Linked DNA regions of Sus scrofa: region 2 is linked to region 1. The links are chromatin contacts, called in public Hi-C maps. All regions are on one chromosome and are shown on one strand. Each heading gives the region's core, a stretch centred on a gene start, on an enhancer-like site or on the middle of the called end of the contact. The rest is flanking DNA. Distances are from core to core; before and after follow the strand shown. Region 1 overlaps MAP4K4 (mitogen-activated protein kinase kinase kinase kinase 4). Region 2 has its middle 75 kb from the start of RFX8.

What was found. A called contact is a pair of places that touch in the nucleus more often than the background predicts.
Region 2: a contact with region 1 is called in a Hi-C map of heart right ventricle, with 8 times the contacts expected there. The contact joins two enhancer-like sites. A contact is called at or near these places in 2 of 47 Hi-C or Micro-C datasets (embryonic fibroblasts and heart right ventricle) and 2 of 2 datasets of contacts at active chromatin or transcription factors (alveolar macrophages and skeletal muscle).

The regions. Positions count from the first base shown.
Region 1 is chr3:52,538,527-52,545,059 of Sscrofa11.1, reverse strand. MAP4K4 (mitogen-activated protein kinase kinase kinase kinase 4) reads left to right here. Exons shown (of 29, transcript XM_021087163.1): 6 at 3,620-3,710; 7 at 4,142-4,272; 8 at 5,694-5,748. Among named protein-coding and RNA genes, the nearest start is that of MAP4K4, 110 kb to the left of the region's middle. Within about 2 kb of position 3,394, at least 14 of the 83 cell types and tissues checked have an H3K27ac peak or open chromatin away from gene starts, as enhancers often do.
Region 2 is chr3:52,762,706-52,769,031 of Sscrofa11.1, reverse strand. No RefSeq gene overlaps it. Among named protein-coding and RNA genes, the nearest start is that of RFX8, 75 kb to the left of the region's middle. Within about 2 kb of position 4,536, at least 24 of the 83 cell types and tissues checked have an H3K27ac peak or open chromatin away from gene starts, as enhancers often do.

The DNA of each region.
Region 1 (6,533 bases), core at 2,145-4,644:
AGTTATTAAAAAGAAAGAGTGGAGGGGAGGAGAAACTAACTCTGGTGCTTATGGGACTCCCCTGTCTAAACTTATAAATCACTGTAATGATGCTCAATGCTGGCTTTCAAAATTGTCTTTTGGACTTGGGTGTCAGCTGTTAAAGTCTGTTGCAGTATTTATGAGAAAAAGTTCTAATGTTTAATGTTATTTATAGCCAATTGGAAAGCTGGTTTGTGACCTTAGAGCAAGTTTCTGAACTTAAACTACTGTTTAGGAGCTTCTAGATGACCCCTTTCAGTAGTAGAGCCATCCTGACAGCACTGGCAGTGTTTGAAAAGTCCGTATTTGAAAAGTACACATGAGTCGTCAGTGGGCCTCTTGCCTTTTGGTCATCCATCGCTGATTTTCTCTCTACCCCTACATTACATACTTCTGTTATTCGAGTGGATTTCTATTTATCTGACAATTTTAAAAAGTAAAAGGCTATGCAAATGAACTGAAATCTTAATTCTTGTGTTACTCTACAAATGTAAAATGTTACTTTATTTTTGTAGATAAATTTACTCTGCCTTTTATATTTTAAGTTTTCTGGAAGACTGCAGGTTTAAGGAAAAATGCATTTGAGTTCCTGTTGTGGCTCAGTGGGTTAAGAACCTGACATAGTATCCATGAGGACACAGGTTCCATCCCTGGCCTCGCTCAGTGGGTTAAGGATCCGTGAGCTGTGGTGTAGGTTGCAGATGCAGCTCTGACCCAGTGTGGCTGTGGCTGTGGTGTAGGCCTCAGCTGCAGCTCTGATTCAACCCCTAGCCTGGGAACTTTAACATTCTGCAGGTGTGGCTCTAAAAGGGGCAGAAAATGAAAAGAAAAACCTGCCCTCTAGAATTCATAGAGGTAGTTTGAATTTCTTTTTAGGTATTTTTTGGAGCCCTTGGAGATGGACAGTTGCCTTAAGAAAACTAATTGAGAGGGTGACGTGGAAGACCTGTCTCTTTACAGTCACGTTCAGATTTCAGTATAAAAACATCAGGTTTCTTTTATAATTCTGGGAGCCTGCAGGTGGGGAGCTGAGTACCCCATCCTACTCCCCCGTGAGGGCGGTCAGTGACTGGGCAGATGTGTCTATTGTCCTGATAATGAAGACTCTTAGCCGGGTGGGCAGGAGAGAGCGGTGGCTGAGAGTGTGGACCCTTGAGGGAGTCAGACTCTGGGCTGAGTCCTGTCTCTGCTCCAAACCTTCTACAAGACCCCGGCCACATTACTCAGTTTTCAGGCCTGACTTCCTTCATCTGTAAAAATGCAGATCCCAGTCCTAGGAGGGAAGTGCCGTCTTTAGGAGAATTAATGACTTTTCGTGTACATGACTCATTTAACGAAGCATGTGGGTATATATTTCGCTGTTTTACCACTGTGATCTCAGCATTTGCAAGAAGCCCAGGTTGTTCGAGGCCTTGGAGGGTCATGAACATAGCAGTTCAGTGGCCGTCCTTCCAGATGCAGCAAATGTCTTCCACCCCATTGGGTGCTGAGACCAGAGTTTCCTTCACCTACCCTTTGTCCAGAATGGAAATTTTTCCTACGACAAAAGTCCAAATGAACTAAATTCAACCAAGAGCGTCTAGGAGAGTTGGTATCAAACACTAATGTGTGTTTGTTGGCTGTTAGCAGAGACAGTTTGGTAAAGAGAGCAGTGCGGTGAGAGGGTGAGCTCTCCTGGTAAAGGAAGCCAATCCACCTGCATCCCAAGGACCTGCCGGGGGAGGGAGCTTCTCTAGTGGCAAAATGTCCTTGTCCCTTGTGGATATTAGATTCAGGTGCTGCTCAGTTAAGCTCTTAGACGGTCGATCGTCACTGGCGTATAGGCCTCAGACGCCAATAGAGTAGCTCTCGTGGGCTGGCCCACCAAGGCCTCTAGACCCCAAGACTCACCAGCGAAACCACGTGTTCCTTCCAGCCCATGTCCACACTCAGCATGCACATGGAGGCTTTGAGTTTTCCTAGAAACCAGCCTCGTGCACACTGAGTAAGGGCACGAGCGGCCTTGCCCAGCTGGCACTGAAGGACAGCCTTTGATGGCTTCTTTGTTCTGTGACCTCTTATGATGGAGCCATAGGAGAACGTTTCCTGGTTTTGAACATGGATCCCTTTGCTCTTGGGTAGGTGCTTACTGTGTGTTGCATTTTCATCTCTGCTGAGGAGGAGCAGTGGTGGCTTACGTATTGTCAAGGAGGAGCACACTCCCATCCTCCTGGGTCCTTCTTGCAGGAAGCACGTGTCCTCCTTCACAATGATCACAGCTCAGGGTCACGTGGAGTGAGAGCCGTCAGACACAGGCAGCATCCACTCCCCGGCTTGGTAGCCTCGGGACAGAAATTCCTCGAAAGGAAGCAGAGTACATGCAGGCCACACTTGAGAAGATGTGGCTGCTTAATGTTTGCTGCTGAGATAATTCTAGAAAAGTGTAAGAAAGGGGTTTGTGAAAGAGAATAAAAAGTGAACTGAAGGAAGACAGTAGGAATGAGGGAAGCTGCAGTGTGTCCCCCCCACCACCACCTCCTGCATTATGCTGGATGGGGGGACTTTCTTTCCCACTCTAGCACGGAGCTGCCATGTGCTTTCGGTGCTTTGTGGTATGACACCACCCAGCCGGGGAGGTGGGAAAGGACACTGAGCCATCAGGTAGGCTCTGTTCTATTTCAAAGCAGATAGTAAATGATTTTAGAGACCCTCCGTGTTAGGGAAATTAGTGTTCTAGGGCAGCCATTGTGTTTAATTCATATCCTTCAAAGTAATAATAACAATAAAACCCCACAAAAAATTAAACTGGAAAAATCAAACTCTTATTTCTGGTCAACCCTTTTTTGCACTGTGGCATTTTGGAGTTAATAGGCTGCTTGTATCTGAAGGAGGCAGGCTATAGATTTGGCTTCTCGAGCTAAAGATAGAGCCAGTGCATGAGTTGTGAGAATGACGGCTTTTTGTCTTTCTGGCCATATTTGGAGGCGAACTCCCACCACCTCTCATCAGAGGCATGCTCTGGGCTTCCTTCCAGATACAGGGGCATCAGAAAGTGCTCCATGCCCAGTAGGATTTACATCCTTGGGAAAGAAAGATACTTTATTTAAATATAAAGCTCTTTTGATGGCAGAATTGTTTTACACGTGGGGTGGATCACTAGTTAGCAATTTTTTTTTTGCTCTTTGGTGGGAAAACCAGGCAGGGTTCAAGGGCTAGACTTTAAAGCCCACCTTCCCTTTGGCTTTCTCCCGGGGCACATGTAGTTCATATAGGCCCCCTGATCACCCACTGCAAGACAGGCATGCAGAGTGGGAAAGGAACCACCCTGTACACAAATAGCCCAAATTACAGCAGCGACGTTGCAAACCGTCATCTAAAAGCCAGTCTTCAGGGAGCAGCAGGAAAGTGGTCACCCCTCCCCCACCCAGGCCCCGCCTCACTGGGATGGGGGTGCCTCTCTCTGCTTGGGGGCGTCACTGGTGATTGTTCCTGGAAATGCACTGACATTGAATTGTACGTTCTCAGGACGGTTCGCAGAGACTTTTGGCCTGTGTGTGCATTCAGTTATTTATACTCAGAGTGACAAAGAACCAAATCCAGATCTGTCTTTCTTGCTCAGGGACTGGCACATCTCCACATCCATCACGTGATTCACCGGGACATCAAGGGCCAGAATGTATTGCTGACGGAGAACGCAGAGGTGAAACTTGGTAGGTGATGGGCTCGCCACGTAGTCCGGTGCATGCCCCCCGGCCAGCAGCCTCCGCGCTGTGAGCGTTAGCGGAGAACGCTGGCGCTCCCCACAAGGTGCTTCTGTCTTGTGCAAGAGGTGGGAGCTGGGCTCCCTGAGTGGCCCGGCTGCCAGACCCCTTCCCCATGCTCCTGGCTCACCCAGAAGTCCCTCCTGGGGGATCGCAGTTGGGAAGTTCGGGGGCGGGGGTGGCGGTTTCCAGGCTTCCCGGAAACTTTCAGGCTGGTGGAGCGACTTGCTGGCTCTACTCTGGAGAGGAGGCTCCTCACCGTGTGGGGGAAAGCTCGAGTGTCTACACAGGTTTACTCTCAAGGCCCCTGTTCTGACATTTCTCCACCTGCTTCCTCCTTGTGTTCACTGTGCACCTCTTCCTATCCTTCACTGCCACAGTGGACTTTGGCGTGAGCGCACAGTTGGACAGGACGGTGGGGAGGAGGAACACGTTCATAGGCACCCCCTACTGGATGGCCCCCGAGGTCATTGCCTGTGACGAGAACCCTGATGCCACCTACGACTACAGGGTAAGGTGCTGGCCCTGCCGTTCCGGGTGGGGGCGGGGAGGGTCTCTGCCTTGGCATGTGTCCTTTTTGTCCCCGCCCCCTGTGCTGTATCAGTGAGAACTGCCGGGGCACATCTGCTGGGACAGTATTTTGAGCTTGTTTTGGTCCATTCTACATCACCTCCGTTTTGTCACTAAGTGAGATGCTGCTTTGATGGCAGGGCAGGCTGTGGGGGTCACTCTGCTGTTTGTAGAAATTTTTGTCCAGAGCAAATTAAATGCTTCTGCCCTGTTTGCTCTTCTTTTTATCTTGAAGAGTAGATTATAATCAGATATTATTTTAAAGATATTGTCAGTATAAAGCAATGGCTTCATCTGTATGAACTTTGTTGTTGAAGAGCATTGCAGCTTTGTCTTGGTCCCAAGTCTATTTAAACTGTTAGAGTGACCTCTAGGGACTGGTATCAGTAATGCACCTTTTGATCCTGATGTAAACTCCCTCTTGGTCAGACTCAGGTTGAATGTGTTTATGGAAACTACTTTTAAAAAATTCTCTTCCCTTAATTAAATGAGAGTGGTTGATGTACTTATTAGTGATTTTCATAATTAAGTTCATATCTTAACACTTGCCGGTGTATTTAGGAAAATTCTTAAAATGAGCAACTTTAGGTAATTTGTTTGTTAGGATAGCTTCTAAACCAAAGAAGGCTAATGAGGGTAACTGTCAGCTAGATTTTAGAAAATCTTGTTTGGATTTTAGCAAATTGGCTGATATAACTTCATCTCTCATCCAGTGTATATTGAGTGCCTAACACATGGTAGTCATAATTCTGGGGAAACAAAGGTGAATAAAAGAGACAAAAATGCCTGCCCTCATGGAATTTACATTGAATAGGAAATAAAGTTAAAATTCAGGTTTTAAAATTAATACAGAAAGATTGTGTGGAGGGAGCCGTGCAAGTCCATTTAGTGCGTGAGGGTGGCTTTTATTAATTCAGCTGTGGACCTTCCATAAAAAGTACTGTCTAACTTTTAAACCTTTAACCTCTTAGTTAAGTTTGAGATCTTATCAGAAACCATAAGAACAAACATCGATCTGGGCTAGAAGTCTAAATCATTGAATACTTGTGAAGAAATGAAGCAGCATTGAACTGTGAAGCCTGCAGTGGGCAGGGAGAGAGAAGCTGTTATGGGGGCCCTCTCAATTCCATCACAGATACCAGTGGTTCCCGTTAACAATCAGCTTTACCTTTATTGCATCATTGGTTCATTCATTTGGAAGGTATTCTTCCAGATATGTTTGTGCTTTTAATTTCCTGGCGAACTGCCCTTTGGTTTATGCCTCAAAGGAGGCATTTATGTTATTGGTGTGTATGATCAGCAGGGGTGAGTTGGTGCCCTCACAGCTGAGATGGTGGCCTAACGTCCTGCTTTGTTCTGCAGAGTGACTTGTGGTCTTGCGGCATCACGGCCATTGAGATGGCAGAAGGCGCTCCCCGTAAGTAGCCTGTGTTCCTTTTTAGCCCAGTGGTTCTGTGTAGCTTAAACCTAGTCTCAAGTCTTCTAAAAGGCTGGCTTCATGGATAAAGCTGCTCCTGGTAGGGTGGTCAAATGAAGGAATCATAAGTCCAGTGGAGTTTCTGACGTAGAGGGAATTTTTGACCTGCATTATTCCCTTTGAAGATTTCCCTGAGGTTCGTCGGTTACATTATGTTTTATTTAAGTTGTAATCAGATATGTGACCTGCAATTATTCTGACATCAGATAATAGGCAGTAAGTTTTCTTTTTACAGTTGAAACTTAATATTTATTGAAACAGGTCCTAACAGGCAATTTCATTATTACTTATGTTTTGACTTTGTAAATAGAGGGATAACTTTTTATCTGTAGAATGATTTTCTTTTTTTGGGGGGATTACCTATGAAGTTTTGCTTCTGCTTTGGATTAAATCAATGACAGCTTCATGAAATTGAATTTTATTCAGTGATGGGGTAGAATTGCGGAGAACAAAGGGAAATATGGCCTTTTCTGCTGGTCCCCCTACCCCCCTTTAAAAAAAGGTGTACACAGAGAATGTATAACTGTCCAATGGATAGTTGCTGCTGAGAAGTGTTTGTTGAATGAATGAAAAAAAGGTGTATCCCACAGCTGAGGATCAGTTTGTACTCCAGCAGTGGCTGTCTGTCTTGGTCACCTTGTGTCCCCTGAGAAAGTGCTGCCTGGCCCTTTGTTGCAGTTTTCTTTCACAGTGGGAATGGTACTTCCTTTTTCTTTGGCCCCCAT
Region 2 (6,326 bases), core at 3,287-5,786, 220 kb before region 1:
TAAAAAAAAAATTCTTTTTAAATTTCCACTGTTTCCCAGGAAGTGGGAAAGCTGTTGGGGGGAGTGGGCAGGGGGCTGAGAACTGTGGCCATATCTGGTTCTCCATGAGGGTGAATGCAACTTCTCACACTCACACACCCCCTCCAGATCCCCACAGAAGTGTTCCACAAACAGCCAAGCCTGTGAGACCTCAGACAGGTGAGATGGAGGTGTCCCTCTAGGTGACAGAGGCTGGCAAAGAGGACTTAGGGACGTCTAGACCCTTAATCTGTTTCGCTTCTGACTTTTCCTTGAACACAGGCATGTTGTAGGGATTCTGGATTCTGTGTTTTTGCTTTAAGCAATGCTACGTGGTTTTTTTTTTAACATTGTATCATGAGGATTTCAAATATGTGCTTAAGTAGATGGAACAATCTAATGAATCCCCAGGCACCCAAGTCCCTTCTCCCAGCATAATGATTCATGAAGATATGGTTTCATCCATGCCCCCACCCCCCTTCCTCTTAAGACATTTTTTTAGAACAAGTCCAAGAGCTCTCCTCTCTAAATATTTCAGTGTGTATGCTAAAAGGTAGGTAATTCTTTTTAAAATGTACAACTTCAATACTGTTCTAACAATTTTAGATGAGTGGATAGAGACGATGTGTACATATATACAGTGGAATACTACTCAGCTCTCAAAAAGAATGAAATGTTGCCATTTGCAGCAACATAGATGGACTTGGAGGGCATTATGCTAAAGTGAAGTAAGTCAGACGAAGATAAATACCATGTGATATCACTTATAGGTGGAATCTAAAGAATGCAACAAACTAGTGAAGGAAGAAATAGAAGCAGACTCATAGATATGGAGAAAAAGCTAGTGGTTACCAGTAGGAAGGGGAAAAGGATAAGGGCATTTTTTTTAAAAGGTCTCTTATGGGATTATATGAAACCATGTGTGTGAAACTTGAAAATTGCAGAACATCATAGAATTAAGAAGCAGTTTTTTTCTTTTTAATGATTTTTATTTTTTTCCACTATAGCCGGTTTACAGTGTTCTGTCAATTTTCGACTGCACAGCAAGGTGATCCAGTCACACATACATATATACACACTTCTTTCTTTTCTTTCTTTTTTTTTTTGTGTGTGTGTTTTTGTCTTTTTGTCTTTTCTAGGGCCTCACCCATGGCATATGGAGGTTCCCAGGCTAGGGGTCTAATCGGAGCTGTAGCTGCTGGCCTACACCAGAGCCACAGCAACACCAGATCAGAGCCGCGTCCTCCACCTACACCACAGCGCACAGCAACACTGGATCCTTAACCCGCTGAGCAAGGCCAAGGATCGAACCCGCAACCTCATGGTTCCTAGTTAGATTCATTAACCACTGAGCCGCAACAAGAACTCCTATACATTCTTTTTTCTCACATTATCCTCCATCATTCTCCATCACAAATGACTATATATAGTTCCCAGTGCAGTACAGCCGGATCTCACTGTTTATCCATTCCAAAGGCAATAGTTTGTATCTATTAACCCCAAATTCCCAGTCCATCCCATTCCCTCCCTCTCCCCCTTGGCAATCACAAGTCTGTTGTCCATGTCCATGATTTTCTTTTCTGTGGAAAGCTTCATTTGTGTCATATATTAGATTCCACATATAAGGGATATCATATAGTATTTGCCTTTCTCTTTCTAACTTACTTCACTTAGTATGAGAGTCTCTAGTTCCATCCATGTGGCTGCAAATGGCATTTTTAAAAAAGAGTTCTAGAAAGAAACATTAAAAATATAGATGAGAAAAGGAACAATAGATGTTTCTCAAAAGGTCCTAAAAGAAGAGTTCCATGGTGGTGCAGCAGGTTAAGGGTCTGGCATTGTCACTGAAGCTGCTTGGGTCACTGCTGTGGCACAAGTTAAATCTCTGGCCTGGGAACTTCCACATGCCAAGGGTGCATCCAAAAGAGAGAGAGAGAATGAGAAAGGTTCTAGAAGAGGTGAGATAAGTTTGAATCCAGAGCACAAATGGAAGACACCTATGGTTAATTAATCTTCAACAAAGGAGGCAAGAGTATAAAATGGGGAAAAGACAGTCTTTTCAGCAAGTGATGCTGGGAAAACTAGACAGCCGCATGTAAATCAATGAAACTGGAACACACCCTCAAACCAGGCACAAAAATAAACTCACAATGGCTTAAAGACTTAAATGTTAAGATAAGACACCATCAAACTCCTGGAAGAGAACATAGGCAAAACATTCTCTGATATCGACCTTACAAAACGTTTTCTCAGGTCAGTCTCCAAAAGCAACAGAAATAAAAGCAAAAATAAACCTGTGAGACCTAATCAAACTGACAAGCTTTTGCACAGCAAAGGAAACCATAAAAAAAAAAAAAAGACAACTTACAAAATGGGAGAAAATAGTTTCAAATGATGCAACTGACAGGCGCCTAATCTCTAAAATATACAAACAACTTATGCAATTCAACAGCAAAAAAGCCAACAACCCAATTGGAAAATGGGTGAAAGATCTGAATAGACGTTTCTCCAAAGAAGATATACAGATGGCCAACAAGCACATGAAAAAATGCTCAACATGACTGATTCTTAGAGAAATGCAAATCAAAACTACCATGAGGTACCACCTCACACCAGTCAGAAAGGCCATCATTAATAAGTCCACAAATAACAAATGTTGGAGAGGGTGTGAGAAGAGGGAACCCTCCTGCACTGTTGGTGGGAATGTAAATTGGTACAACCAATATGGAAAACAGTATGGAGGTACCTCAGAAAACTAAATATAGAGCTACCATACGACCCAGCAATTCCACTCTTGGGCATATATCTGGACAAAACTTTCCTTGAAAAAGACACATGCACCCGTATGTTCACTGTAGCACTATTCACAATAGCCAAGACATGGAAACAACCTAAATGTCCATCAACAGATGAATGGATTAAGATGTGGTATATATACACAATGGAATACTACTCATCCTTAAAAAAGAACGAAATAATGCCATTTGCAGCAACATGGATGCAACTAGAGACTCTCATACTGAGTGAAGTAAATCAGAAAGACCAATACCATATGAGATCCCTTATATGTGGAATCTAATATATGGCACAAATGAACCTTTCCACAGAAAAAATCATGGACGTGGATAACAGATTTGTAGTTGCTAAGAGGGAGAGCGAGGGGGATAGACAGGGAATTTGGGGTTAATAGATGCAAGCTATTGCCTTTGGAATGGGTAAGCAATGGGATCCTACTGTATAGCACTGGGAACTATGGTCACTTGTGATGGAGCATGATAATGTGAGAAAAAAGAATGTATACAGATATGTGACTGGGTCACCTTGCTGTGCAGTAGAAAATTGACAGAACACTGTAAATCAGCTGTAATGGAAAAAACAAAACTATTTAAAAAAGAGGGAAAAAAAGCACACAAGTGGAGAAATGAGGCTTGGATAAGACAGACGGTGTTAAAGCAGAGGCGGTGCCCCTCAGATGGGGGTGGGGCGGGGTTCTGTGCTCTGGTCTTGCAGAGTTATGCACGTATCTCTATGTTGTTGTGGTGGTGGCTGTTTTTAAGAGCTTTTCTCCCCCAATAAACTGGGAGTTTCCTGCCCCTACCCCCATAACAATAATTCCTTAAAATTATCATGTCCAGTCAGTGTTCAAATTTCCACTTGTCTCCATGGAAAGGGCCATGCCTTGCCAGCAATTGATGTGTCTTAAGTCTACTAACCTAGAGGATTCCTCCCCTCTCTTATACTCTCTCTCTTCCTTCCAATGCATTTATTGCAAAACCAGGTCACGCGTCCTAGAGCTTCCCCTGATCTGGATCTTGTGCCTGGCAACTCCGAGTGACCATTTGACACGTTCATCTGTTTTCTGTATTTCCTGCAAGTGGGTAATTGGATCTAGGTGCTTGATGCAGTTCCAATTCATTTATTTTGGAAAGACAACTTCATAAGTGGTATTTATTCTGGAAGATCTTGTCTAGATTCCTGGCTTTTAAACTTGGTGCTGCAGATGATGTTTGTTTGTATCTTGAATCAATAAAATCTTCACAATCTTTTCCTCCTCCTTAATGAAAAAAAAAAAAGTTTAGGGTTTCCGTGTTTACCACTCTGGAGAAAGATGGGGAGTGAGGATTACGTGTGATTTTTCGAAAGGCCAAAGCCGTAAATTTTCACATCACGTGTGTTTGGCAATGCATTTGGTGGTTATGGGATCGAATTCCAGCACTAAAACTTCATCAGGAGACCTTGTGAAATGTCTCACTCAGTGGTGAGAGCAGTAAAAATGGAAACAACTGGTTAGAGGAAAAGAAAGAAAGCCGTAGCCGCCCCTAGCCCCCAGAGGGGCTGGTTATTCGGAGGGAAGAAGGAGGGAATTGAGGTTGGTTGTAACCTCTGGCCCCAGTGTCCTCATCAGCCTTGCGGATAAGACACCTCTGGTCTGCTGGTTCTCAGTAAATATCCGGCAGCTATTCCTGATCTTATTGTCCATTCAGACTTGGAAACTTGGCTGTAAACACACACACTCATACACACAGAGTCGTCGCTGACATCATTTCTTTTAAATAGCCCTGCCTTCCCTGTGTCAGCGATGCAGCTGTGCAGACCGCGAAAGCAATGCTGTATTTTACTATTCACTTCATCCAGCAATCTTTTTAAAAAGAACAGGGACCTGTGAGCTGGTGACGGTGCAAATAGAAGGGAAGTGCAAAGTAGAACAGCCCCCTCCCCTCTAAGCTCCCGGGGTGGCTCTCCACCACGAAAGGGGCGTCGGCCCCCTGAGGAAAGTCTGATCTAACTGGCACGCTATATATAGAATCCAGGGAAAGAAAAGCCACCAAGCACCCTGCATCCAAAGGCCATCAGACGGTAGGCCCAATGTGAAAACTCCCTCGGCTTCTCCATCCTGGTCCTTTTGTTTGATTTTTATGAAAGTCTGTACAGGGGCTCTCTTCTCTCTCTTTTCTTTATTCTTCCTTTTGTTTTTGTAAAACTCTTATGTGCTCTTATTTTTAGGACATAGGAAGCAATGGACAGAGGTGACTTCCACAGAGAAGCTACAAAGGGCTATGTTTCAACTCGATACAGTTGACTGAAAAAAAAATGCACAACCTAAAAGTTGAGCATGATGTTTTATTTGGCAGACAAAGCAGAGGACTTTAGCCCAGGACACAGCCTCTCAGGTGGCTCTGAGGGATGCTCTGAAGAGGGAAAAGAGGAGCCAGGATGCATGGGCGTTTTGGCAGCAAAGGCCAGGGAGCTGGAACATCCAAAGGTTACTGTTAATTAAAGACAACCAAGCATCTCTGGTTTAGGAATTTAGTGCTTTTCTATGGACCAGAAGATGTATGAGTGTGGGCTCAGAGAAATCATCCTCCTGGTACGCCCCTAAGCTCTCTGGGGTCAGCATCCTGTGCTTTCTATTCTGAGTCTCCTCAGGGTGCACGGTCTGGGGTGACTGAAAGCAATTGCCCACTGGATGGCTGGCATCCCATCTCTCAGGGCTCACTGTCAAGGCGGCTGAAATGTGACAGTGTCATGGCTGCAACATCCTTTATTTACAGATACATTTTTTCAGTGACCATATCATGGACTCTTGGAAAAGGCTGGCACTGCCATTCGATTGCTGATTCCTGCCTTAAATAGTCCCACAGTAGGTGAGGAGCAAACGAAAATGCCCTCCCGCCCCAGCAGCTTCCAGAGGACGGGAAAGCTTGCAGAGGAAGCACTGGCTGGAGCCCACACCCTGGGTCCCAGCTGGCTGCTCTCAGGGCTGCTGGGCTGCACTGGAGTTTTCTCAGGGTAGAGGGGTAGGGGTGGTTGGAACCAGGAGCTCCCTAAGGTCTCTGCTGCCCAGCCTGCCTCTCAGCTCTCAGAGGTATTACAACTCATTATATGGGTTTCCTGCTGCTGCTGTGACAAGTTAGCACAAACTCAGTGGCTTAAATCAACACACACTTGTTCTCCTGCAGTTCTGTATGTCAGAAGCACCCCCCACCCCCCGGCCCCAGTCTCATTGAGTTAATCAGTTCTCAGCAGGGCTGTTCCCTTCTGGAGGGTCTCAGGGAGAGTGCGTCCTGGCCTGTCCCAGCATCCAGGGCACCTGCATTCTTTGGCTTGTGGCCCTGAACTCCGTCTTCATAGCCAAGTATGCCTCCTAACACTGTTGGTGGGAATGCAAGCTGGTACAACCACTATGGAAAACAGTATGGAGGTCTCTCAGAAAACTAAATATAGAACTATCATATGACCCAGCAATCCCACTCTTGGGCATATATCGGGACAAAACTTTCCTTGAAGAAGACACATGCACCCGTATG